Linked DNA regions of Macaca fascicularis: all the other regions are linked to region 2. The links are chromatin contacts, called in public Hi-C maps. All regions are on one chromosome and are shown on one strand. The core of a region is the stretch at or near the end of the contact, and the rest is flanking DNA. Distances in the headings are between cores, read along the strand shown.

The links. Hi-C and Micro-C count contacts between places; a contact is called where the count stands out from the background.
Region 1: a Hi-C map of liver shows a contact between it and region 2, with 6 times the contacts expected there. The contact joins the enhancer-like site here to the promoter of SIK2 in region 2. A contact is called at or near these places in 2 of 2 Hi-C or Micro-C datasets (liver and skeletal muscle).
Region 3: a contact with region 2 is called in a Hi-C map of liver, with 2.6 times the contacts expected there. The contact joins the promoter of PPP2R1B here to the promoter of SIK2 in region 2. A contact is called at or near these places in 2 of 2 Hi-C or Micro-C datasets (liver and skeletal muscle).

The regions. Positions count from the first base shown.
Region 1 is chr14:110,763,750-110,767,436 of T2T-MFA8v1.1, forward strand. ALG9 (ALG9 alpha-1,2-mannosyltransferase) reads right to left here. Exons shown (of 15, transcript XM_074015179.1): 9 at 1,696-1,850. Among named protein-coding and RNA genes, the nearest start is that of ALG9, 34 kb to the right of the region's middle. Within about 2 kb of position 1,277, at least 1 of the 6 cell types and tissues checked has an H3K27ac peak or open chromatin away from gene starts, as enhancers often do. A contact at or near this core is called in liver, where this site is marked.
Region 2 is chr14:110,520,050-110,524,137 of T2T-MFA8v1.1, forward strand. It overlaps SIK2 (salt inducible kinase 2), which reads left to right and starts at 2,797. Exons shown (of 16, transcript XM_015435694.4): 1 at 2,797-3,071. The coding sequence starts at 2,937. BTG4 (BTG anti-proliferation factor 4) reads right to left here and starts at 3,522. Exons shown (of 10, transcript XM_065529648.2): 1 at 3,132-3,522; 2 at 2,131-2,269.
Region 3 is chr14:110,686,996-110,690,893 of T2T-MFA8v1.1, forward strand. It overlaps PPP2R1B (protein phosphatase 2 scaffold subunit Abeta), which reads right to left and starts at 2,003. Exons shown (of 16, transcript XM_005579598.5): 1 at 1,863-2,003; 2 at 914-1,004; 3 at 416-516. The coding sequence starts at 1,976.

The DNA.
Region 1 (3,687 bases), core at 27-2,526, 240 kb after region 2:
ATTTATAGTCCTAATAAGTTATTTTTTTAAGTATTTAAGCAATGGTTTTTTGGTAGTTTTGACATATAAAGTATTTCAATTTGTTTTTGATACAATGAGTACTAATCTTTACTATCAAAGTTTTTATAAAAGCTTTTAGTATCAAAAAAAAGGTCTCATGACCAAATAAGAAAAAAGCATTCCCCTTACAGAACACTAGGCACATGCTCTTAATTATATGCTAAATGACTTTGCAAACTAGATGAATATAATATAAACATGCATGCATGAATTCTGCTGTCTTTGAGTTCCTTCTACTCAGACTTCTTCCCTTCCTTCCTTCCCTTCTAGACAGAAACTACTTTCAGAAAGCAATTTTCCAATATATAACAAATGGCATAAATCTGTTTGAACCCTTTTCATATTTTTTGGAATCTATCCTGAGGAATCAATCCAAATATCTAAATGAAGATATTTATCCTAGCAGTATTTATAATACTGAATAAATGAGCAACCTAAATTCTACCATGAATTATATCCAATAATTATATTATACAAAATCAAGTCAATATATTACATATTACGTAATAATGTCATATATTATATCTGACTCAGAACATTCTACAGCTACTAAAATGATAACCACAGAGAATGTTATAATATTAAATTAGAAGGGCTATAAAGTTACATGTATACTTATCACAACTATAACAAACCTTGGTATATGATATACAAAAATACTGGGAGGAGTTTTTGTTAGGTTAATGGGACTAATTTTTCTTTTACCACTTCCTAAATTATCTGCAATAAAGTTCAATTACTTTTATAATTAAAATTATTTTTCAAAACGATCAACTAATATTGATGAACCTTGAAAACATTATGTTAAGAGAAGCCAGTCACAAAAGACCACATATCATATGTTTCCATGTATAGGAAATGTTCAAAATAGGCAAATCTGTAGGAATAGAAAGTAGAGTAATGGTTATTTAGGGTTGGGGAGATATGGGAAAGGGAATGGGGGAACAAAAGCTAAAGAGTACAGGCTTTTTGATCTAAAACTGACTGTGGTGACAGTTGCACACATCTGTGAATAGACTAAAAACCACTGAATCATACCCTTTAAATGGGTAAACTATATGGTTTGTGAATTATATCTCAAAAAACCTGTTAAGAAAAAAACCTATCATCCTAATTATTTTTTTTCTGCCAACTGCAAATGGTAGCAGAGGGCAATACAGGGTTCTGAGGGTACTGAAGCCGTAAGTACAGAGTTGTTCAAACAGAGTTAAGATGAGCTCTGCCAGAGAATTGACCTGGCCAGGTTTTCAACCAGGATTACAAAGTGCCCCATACTGTGAACTGCCTGCTATGATCCCAAACTCTTGAGCAAGTTTTGTTATGATCTAGCAGTTCAAAGAGCAGATGTTCCATTACCTCTGCCACAGAATGGAATTCTGCAATTGGATTCCTGTTGGTAACAGAGGCAAAGTAACACACAAATTAACACTGCAAACATGTAATCAGCAAATATGAGTATGGTAAACAGCTAAGCAATCAATATAAGAAGCTTTAATAATATGATCTATATCAGGTTTAATGTTATGGATAAAATATCTTAGGTGGAAGCATTCTGTAATTTGCACTTAAGTTTTGTGAGCAATTATTTAAAAAGTAAAAAAGAATGAGGCAGATATACTTCTCCCTGAAACTTACCTGAAGTGCAGAGAGAGCCACGGCACCACAGAGACATATAAGTGGATATACAGGGAAAAGAAATCTCTCCTCTTTGTGAGGCTGGATGAAGAAAATTATAAACCAAATATACATTGGAGCCAAAGTAAGCCAATATGGGTGGCCTAAATTCTGAACTGCAAGACACAGAAAAATATTCATCTTTCATTATATTAGAACAAAATGACGTATTTAGTTTCAGTGTTATCTTGATCTCATATTTGGGAGTATGCCCTAGGACACTCCACAAAATGTTTCTAATCTTGTATTCACACTTTCTCCAACGCAATAAAGGCATCAAAAGGAGAGAGGAATATACTCCTTAGCTCTCCCAAGAGATCTAAACTCTAACAACAAGCACAATACTAGATTTGGTTAGGACACAAATGAACGTAAAGTTAATGGCTAATAGAACTTAATAAATTCCACGTTAGATGAAGAAAAAAAAAGCCGTCTCCTTTAACGAGTCCTGCCACTAAGACGAAAGGTTCCTGAGTTTAACCAAAAACATAACATAAATTCATTTCTTGGGTTTTAATTCTGATGTTGTGTTTGATACATGAATCCTCTTATCTATACACCAATCAGTCTGTTCAAATAGCCAAGGATCAAAGGAAAAAAAAAAATTGTTGGATTCTCAAACTCATTACTGGTTTTCATCAAGCCACAAATGACAGAGTTTGCTTCAAAGCAAACATAAAAATGCTCTTAAAGGAAGTTCAGTGATTGTTTTCTCTCCATTTTTTGCAATACGCATCCACTCCAGATCCCCAAATTGGAACAAAAATGTACTTAAAGCATGTGAAAGAATTAAAGGAATGTAATGAACACGAAAACCCAAGAACCTGCTGGAAAGTTCCCGTGGTTAGGTACATGAGCAATGAATGATAAGCCTGCAACCCACAGTGAAGGCATCTCCTACTGCGTTTACATGAGCGATAATGAGCAATGCAAACCCAGGCAAATGGTAGATAGACAGCGCCACCTGGTGTCCACCATGTTAACGGTAAGCTACAAGATCAGGACTATCATCAAGACCCTCTTTAGCTATGCCTAATTTAGCATTCCTAGGCTATCAGTATCACCGCAGAAATTCTTTAGGAATGATAAAAAATTCTAGAACTACAATAACAAGATTTTTTTTCAACTTTTGCTCTAAGATATTATGGGATTTTAGATTAATTAGATTATTTAGATATTTAGGATATATACCTTTCTAGGTAGATTTTAAGGCGGAGGGTTTTTTTTGTTTGTTTTTTGAGATGGAGTCTCTCTCCGTCGCCCAGGCTGGAGTGCAGTGGCACGATCTTGGCTCACTGCAACCTCCACCTCGCAGGTTCAAAGATTCTCCTGCCTCAGCCTCCTTAGTAACTGGGATTACAGACATACATCAACACACCAGGCTAACTGCTATATTTTTAGTAGTGATAGGGTTTCACACTGTTGGCCGTGCTGGTCTTGAACTCCTGACCTCAGGTGATCCACCTGCCTCAGCCTCTCAAAATGCTGGGATTACAGGCGTGAGTCACCGTGCCTGGTCTAAGGTGGGGTTTTTTAATTAGAATAAAATAAATCCATTTATTGTAATGGATTTATACATGTAAATGGTCCTTTTCTCTTCTGTACCTTAAAGGCTAACGAGTAATCTTTTTTTTTAATAAGGCAAAAAATTTTGAAATGTCCTCCATGAAATATACAAAATCACAACCACAGCTAGATATGACGAAATCATGGGTAATTTATTTCCTGCTTCTTTATAATTTTCTATGGTTTGGGGGACTTTTTTTCTCTTCAGACAGGGTCTCGCTCTGTCACCCAGGCTGGAGTGTAGTGGCGCAACCATGGCTGACTGTAGCCTTGACCTCCTAGGCTTAAGCAATCCTCCCATCTCAGCCTCCCAAATAGCTGGGACTACAGGTGTGCACCATCATGCCCGGTCAATTTTTTAATTTTTTTGTAGTGACAGGGTCTTGC
Region 2 (4,088 bases), core at 1,547-4,046:
AAATAAATAAAATAAAATAAATATATATATAAATTTTAAAATAAAATAAATACACAATATATTAATTTTCATTAAAAAATTAAAACTACAGAAAAGTTGCAAGAATGGTACAACAATCTACCATATACCCTTTTACCTATTTTATCAATTTAACATTTTGCCACATTTGCCTTATCTATCTGTGCTAAACTACTTGAGAGTAAGTTGCATATATCAGAATTTTTTGCTTTTTTTTTTGTTACAGTCTCACTCTGTCATCCAGACTGGAGCGCAGTGGTATGATCTCAGCTCACTGCAACCTCCGCCTCCCAGGTTCAAGCGATTCTCCCACCTCAGCCTCCAGAATAGCTAGGATTACAAGCGAGTGCCACCACACTCGGGTAATTTTTGTATTTTTAGTAGAGACAGGGTTTTGCCATGTTGGCCAGGCTGATCTTGAACTCCTGACCTCAAGTGATATGCCCATCTCGGCCTGCCAAAGTGTTGGGATTACAGGTGTGAGCCACCACGCCTGGCCAAAAATTTCATACCTAACTAGTTTAGTGTGTATCTCTTAACAAGGGATACTCTCTCTTATAATCACAGTACAATTATAAAATTCAAGAATTTTAACACTGAAAGAGTATCTTATCTAATATGTAATCCATATTCAAATTTCAGTAGTTGTTCTGATACATTCCTTTATAGCATGTTCTTCCAAGATCACATGTTGCCTTTAGTGCCATGCCTTTCTAAATCCCTTAAATCTAGAATGGTTCCTCAGTCTTTCTTTGACTTTCATGACACTGATGTTTTTTAAGGATACAGGTCAGTTGTTGGGTAGAATGTTTCTTAGTTTGCATCTTTCTGATTGTTTCTAGATCATAATATGCATTTTTGACAGGAATACTACATAAGAGATATTGTAACCTCAGTGGCTCACGTCAGGAGGCTCATCATGTCATTTTATCACATAATTGGTGACATTAACTTTGATCATTTGGTTAGGGTAATGTCTGTCAGATTTCTCCACTGTAGAGGTACCTCTGTTAACCCTTTATCATGAATAAGAAATCCAAAGACTGTGCAAATATCTTGTTCCCCAGGCAAATTTTACTCAATGATTTAAACATCTATTCATAATTCTTGTCTGAATCCATTATTACTGTAATGGCTGCCAAACGATTTGCTAATTGTCATTTCTTCTAACATATATTAGTTGGCATTCCACCGTCATTTCACTTCTCCCCCCTTTATTTTTCTATTTAAAAGTTTAAAAGTAAGTATGGTCTACGATTCTTTTACAAAATTCAATGTGTTAGAATCAATTTCTGTCATTATTTATTTATTCATTTATTGAGACAGAGTCTCGCTCTGTCACCCAGGCTGGAGGGCAGTGGCACAATCTTGGCTCACCGCAACCTCTACTTCCCGGGTTCAAACAATTCTCCCTGCCTCAGCCTCCCGAGTAGCTGGTATTATAGGCGCCCACTACCACGCCTGGCTATTTTTGCATTTTTAGTAGAGATGGGGTTTCACCATGTTGGCCAGGCTAGTCTTGAACTCCTGACCTCAGGTGATCCGCCCACCTCGGCCTCCCAAAGTGCTGGGATTACAGGCGTGAGCCACTAAGCCCGGCCTATTATTTATTCTTGATACCCAAATTGTCTCAGATTTGGTAAGGCGGGAGCACCTTGGAGCGATCTTTCTTTTGACATATCTTCCTTGACCTAGCCAAGAAATCTCCTTGCTTTAAGGCACAGGATCTTTCAAGGGCATTTTATACTTTCCCTGTCTCTGCCTTCGAATGAGCCATCTCGCCACGGAGTCTGGCTCCTTTAGGTGGAGAATGGTATTTAGAAACCAAGATATGAAGGCACATGATACATTTCAGAATACTGAAGTGTCACTGTCCCTATTTCCTTGAGTCACATTTGGAAGCGTGGTGTGATTTATAATCCTACCTCTACCATTGCCTGTGTGACCTTGGCAATTCCCTTTATTCCTTGCGGTCTGCTTCGTCCTTTGGGGGAAAAAATTGGATTAGAGAAATATTTTTAACCGTTTTCAGGGTCACCAACACGTTTGGGAATCTGACAGAAGCTACGGGTCCATCTCTCCAGAGACATGCTCACATAAGCAAAAACTGGCCTGTGTTTTAGGGGGTTCCGGACTCCGAAGTTCACATGAGGCTCCAAATCTCTGGATTAAGTGATCTCCAAGATCTCTTCAGCGCTGACATTGACATTCTGTGAGTCTATCAGCGACCGCACTGCTGTCAGAATGACTCCTCGGAGACATCAAAACGTGGAGGGTTTTGTTATATATAGCAACGAGAAGAGAAAAAAACACAAAGAAAGGAGCCTGTGAGCAACACATTGCTCAGCCACAGTTCTTTGCCGGTGCCAAATTTAGGGCGCGCTGTACTTGTAGGTGAGAGGTTTTGGCGGGAAGGACCCCGGGTGGGCGGAGAACGCCGGGGCGGGGAAGATCGCAGGCCGCATCCAGGTCTCTGCACCCCTACGCACGGTCCGCCAGGGCTCGCTCTTGCCCTTCGCCTGGAAGGCCGAGGACCGTAGCGGGCCGAGCGGCGACCCCGCCCCTGGCAGTGGCGAGGCGGAGGGGCGAGGGGAGGGCGTATGAGCCCGGAAGGAGCGCGCCGGCCAGGCCCGCGCCCCTCCCCGCGCGCCGTCCCCCACTCTCCTGCAGCCGACGTCGGCGGTGCTTCGGTCGCCATGGTGACCAATCCAGGCCCGGGCCCGCCCCCGCCCCCCTGCCCCGGCCCCCTGACGTCGGCGCACGTCAGCGGCGGCGCGCGCCTGGCTGGGCCCTGCGGAGCGGGAGGGAAGGAGCGAAGGAGCAAGCTGAGCGGCCGTCGCCCAAGCCAAGCCGCGCTGCCAGCGCTCCCGCTCGCCCGCCCGCGCTCCTGTCCGCCGTGTCTAGCAGCGGGGCCCAGCATGGTCATGGCGGATGGCCCGAGGCACTTGCAGCGCGGGCCGGTCCGGGTGGGGTTCTACGACATCGAGGGCACGCTGGGCAAGGGCAACTTCGCCGTGGTGAAGCTGGGGCGGCACCGGATCACCAAGACGGAGGTGCGGCCCGGGGCTCGGCGGGAGCGTCCGAGGCGAGGGTTCGGGAGAGGAGCTGCTTACCGAGAGGGGCGGCCGCAGTGGTGGGACTGGGGAGACCCGAGAGGCCGCCTCACTGGCGGAGGCGAGCGGGCCTGGGACTGTGAGGACCCAGGAGGTGCAGGGGGTCGGTGAGCAGCGAAGGGATCGGGCCCGGGCACCCGGATCCGAGTGTCGTCCGACTGGAAACGCAACCAGCCGGGGCTTAGCTTTCCCCTACGCCACCCGCGGTGGCCACCCGGAATTTCGCCCAGAGCCCCCCACCCGAGCCGTGACCTGGTCTGTGGCCTCCGCTCCGGAGCCCAAGTTCCGCGTCTTCCCTGCTTTCGGCTGGGGGTGGGGTGGGAGGGGAAGTCTCGGTGTTCCCAGGCTGCGCCGTGAGAGACGTCGCCGGCCCGAGGAGGGGACCGCCTGCGCTTGGGCTCCGCGGATGGGGGATCGTGCGGCCCCCGTGACCCCGGTGCCCCTCCCCTGCCCGACGAGGAGGGGCCCGGTGGCTGGGAATGCCCCCACGGCCACTGACCATCTCTTCTCCTTCCTTTTGGCCCACGGTGTCTCTGATTTGGTGTCTGACTAGCTTGATCCCTTGCCTGGGGCATTTCCATTTAATGCTCCAGACAATAGAACTGGTTAAAATGGTCATCTCTGCACTTGCACAGTGGGTGGGTTGGACAGAAGTCTAGGGTTGTCCCTGTACCAGGTGTGTATTCTGGCTGTAATACGCATTCTTTAAACCATATTAGATTCTGCCTCTACTCATAAAGCCCTCAACTGCTTCCTGACGGTGAATCCTGCACCCTCTTCATTGCACATTCTAATGCACCGCACATATTCTCTCACAAGTCTCTGTTCTTACCTAACCCGCCCCCCTTCCTTCCACTGCCTCAAGCTGCTCTCCTCAGGGTCTCTATTTTAAGACGTGCAAATTAAATACCTTAGAAGAACGGTAGAAACAAAACCATTCTTTAGAATAAAACCTAG
Region 3 (3,898 bases), core at 753-3,252, 170 kb after region 2:
TAGACTCTTAATAAATGTCAATGAAATTGAACCAAATTCATCAAAAATTCATCAATTTGCATCAGAAAGTCAGAAGCAAAAGTTACAATTGACAAAGACAAAATGCTGCCAGGTGAGAATTAAGGTTTCCAACATCATGCGGGGGAACCATTAAAACAATCAAATCCTTTTTCTACCTCCATCTAAACTAGTAAGTCTACAGATGCAGAAAAGAAGGACGAAGTTCTCTTATTCACAGAAAAAAAAGAAGGGGTTGAGTCCAAAGTGCCTATAGTATTTCTTCTCTCAATGACTCACATGACTATCTGCCCATAAAAAGATCTGCATAAAAAATGCTGCAGTGTGTCTATCACCAAACTGTGTATCATTTATACTGCAAAAGTTCTAGGAGGGTAGGCAGCTTATAAATACTCACCAGCAGACAGTGGGCAAAGTCAGGACCTCCCACTAGGCCAGTGAAATTTCCCAGCTGCTCAGCAAGAGCTAATAGTACCTCATCTTCATCATAAATTGTATCTGGAAGGGACAACAACAGGGACTCATCAACATGGATAGCTCTCACATAGCTGGACACTGACACAAAACTAGGAACAGATTCACTATGCGACCGGTAAGGTGGCCCAGTCAAAATCCTAACAGCATTTTCTTCCTTCTCCTCAATCAACCATCTTCCTGGATCTGTTTTGCACAACGAATTAGAAATTCATACTCCCATATCAATTACTTTCCCAACAGCTAAATGGTTGATGTTTGAATATATCTAACCACAACTAATAATATCCTCTGTTCTGTTTCTTTTGCACAGAAAGCACCTGGCTCATTTTAATGTGGGTAACAAACTCTAAAAAAGTCAGTGTCGAAAGTCCCTGGAAAATGAATGTCCCTGCCTTTCTTTAAACAAAGATTCACATACCTGTAAGAAATGGCAACAATTCACTTCGCGTCCTTTCTACTCCAAGTGCTAGGGCAATTGTTGATAACTTCTTAATACTGTTGAGTCGGAGCTTCAGAAAAGAAAGTAGAAAGAAGAACAATGTAAAGAAACGGCTGAATTTAGATCAAAAGACAAAAGGTGCTAACAGGTGAAATAATGACACAGGGGTAAGAACGAAGATAACCTTTTACTTAGATTTTACTGTTAAGGAACCTCCATAGGACGGAGGAGTGTAACTCGGCCTCACTAGCCGGCGGAAGATTTCCTGGGAGAAACACTCAGAAGGGCCTGGAAGAGAAATGAATGAAAGACAATACAACACCCAGGAAGTAAGATAATCTTAAAAAGAGAGGACTTTGGCAGTGGTGAAGCAGGTGAAACGGTTGAATACAACGCCTGTGGTTTCAAAGAAAAGTTCCCGCAGAGCTGATACAACGACTCGTCCAGGTTAATCGGCCATCCCACCCCCTCTTTCTACCCAACAGGACGAGCCAGTTCCAAGCCCAGATGAAGGGATTCCGAGGCACTTCAAAGAGCTTCTGGGCATCCTGCGCCCCTCAGCCGCTCCAGCCCCGTCTCGGCCCGGCACCGCGCTTCTCCAGCTCCCTCGCCTACCAGGCGCGGCCACCTCACAGCCCGGATAGGGCGCCCAGGCGGGAAGCGGGTTCCCCGACAACCGCCCTGGAAAGGCAAGGCTCCGGGCGGACCCCTTAGGGGGTCCGAAGCAGGGGTACCAGAGAGGTCCCCGGGAGGGTCGAGGCGTGTCACCACAGCCCCTCGCAGAGCTTTCCCTGCCTCCCCTTCAAGTTTCTGCTACGAGTCCGGCTCATTCAGTACCCCGGCCACCCCCACCGAGGCGCAGGCCTTCCCCCTTCTCTACCACGCGACCAGTCGGTCTCGCCTCGGCTCCCCGGCCTCAGTCCAGTACCTGCACGTCTTCATTGCGGAGCTCGTCGATTAAAACCGCGATTGGGTATAGCGAATCATCTCCATCTCCCCCCGCTGCTCCTGGGCCGGTCCCGAGCCCCGATGCGCCCGCCATGTTCTTTCTCCTCCTGCTGCTGGTCACAGCCTCCCGCCCCGCGCCCAGGCCCCGCCCCCGCCCCGCGCCCAGGCCCCGCCCCGCGCCCGGGCAGCAGGGGAGAAGGCCGCCGCGCGGGTTTAGCAGAGGTTGGGGAGTTGAGTTTCTGTCCCGATGATTAAGACTCCCTTCCGACCCCCACTGCAGGAGTTGTAGGTCTGAACTCAAGAAGACGGGTGGGCTGAGAAAGCGAATGGAACCCCTGCGTCCTTTCCCCAGCCGAAAGAAACAGGGACAGGGATTCATCCGGCTCGTTGTAGTCTGAAGGGGCCAGGGACCTACCTGAGTGATCCGCGCTGTGCCCTCTTAAGACTCAGGCGGACCAAAGAGAGTGCCCGAGGCCAGGAGGAAAAAGGCTTTAGCACCTCCCCTGACTTCATCCTGGCCCTGAGCCACTGGATCTCCAGCCCTAATTTCTCCGCTCAGCCTCAAGCTTCCACAGAACCCCTCCACCTCTTCCGTCGGCCTGTTCTCCAGAATGGTATCTGGCTCCTGCTCCGTAAGACAAATAACGCGGGCGGTGAGAGAAAATGAACAGTGCTGTCCAAACTCCCCAGTCAATATTTTTTCCACGCAAGCTGTTAAAAACATGCTGCTCTCTTGTTTTTGTGTTTCTTTTCAGTTTGGTACTGGAATGGTGCCTTCTGTTGTATTTTCTTCCTCCCATTTTTTAGCTCTTTAGCATGCTAGAAGTACAACAATGAAGCAAAACTAGGACAAGCTTTAATCCCTTGAGGAAGAAAACCCAAACTGGCCTCCCTAGACCTCCAAGAGTCCTCAGAGGCAGCAAGGGGAAGAGGTGGAGGTCTGGGAGCTCGTTCTTACAAACCTGAATGGAAAGTTTTCACTTATCCTTGTCAGGGTAGCACAGAATAATTAGAATGTTTTGTTTGTTTTAGACTGGAATTTAAGCAGCTTGGAGTGATAACTACATATGGTGATCACAAGCTCCGAAATGGTAATTCTATATGCCTGATTAATGAAACTATTAATGCAGTGTAGGAGACAGACTTTTTTAAAACATGGGGTCTGAGGCCGAGGCGGACGGATCACGTGAGGCCAGGAGTTCGAGACCAGCCTGGCCAACTTGGTGAAACCCCATCTCTACTAAAAATACAAAAATTAGCTGGGCTGGTGACCGGCACCTGTAGTCCCAGCTACTCAGGAGGCTGACATGAGAATCTCTTGAGCCCCAGAGGCAGAGGTTGCAGTGAGCCAGGATCGCACCACTGTACTCCAATCTGGGCGGCAGAGTGAGACCCCGTGTCAAAAATAAATAAATAAATAAATAGGGTTCTTGGAAGTAAGCACAATAGAGCCTGTGAATGAATGAATGAATGAATGAATGAGGTGCTTGGAAGTAAGCACAATAGATAGAGCCTTTGATAGTAATGAAAGTTTGGGAACCAGCAGACCTGAACAGTTTTTCTCAAATTATGTTTGTGGATGTATTCTCTAGGGTTTTAATTTTATTTTCATTTTCATATTTTTTAGATTTGTATAAACATATTCTGAATTATTTGGGTGACCACCTTACAACTCAGTATTGCCACACAATTTCAGCACCTACATTTACATGTGTGTTTTAGTGCTGCTTTTATTGTTCTGGGATAATGAGAAAAGAACAGAGGTGGTTTTAAAATAAGAATGATACTTTCATGCACAAAATGAAAGCCAAATGACATCATGAGATTGCACTATTTGGTAGCTGTAACAGAGAAAAATGGTGAGAAAATTAAGATATCAGGAGTCATTTGGTGGCATAGGCATGTTGAACACAAAAGAAGCTGAGCTATAGCAGGCGACAATACCAGGGATGATAGTTTTAGCAAAATACATCATTTGTCATGTTAAATTACTGTAATATTTTTAATTGAATAGTA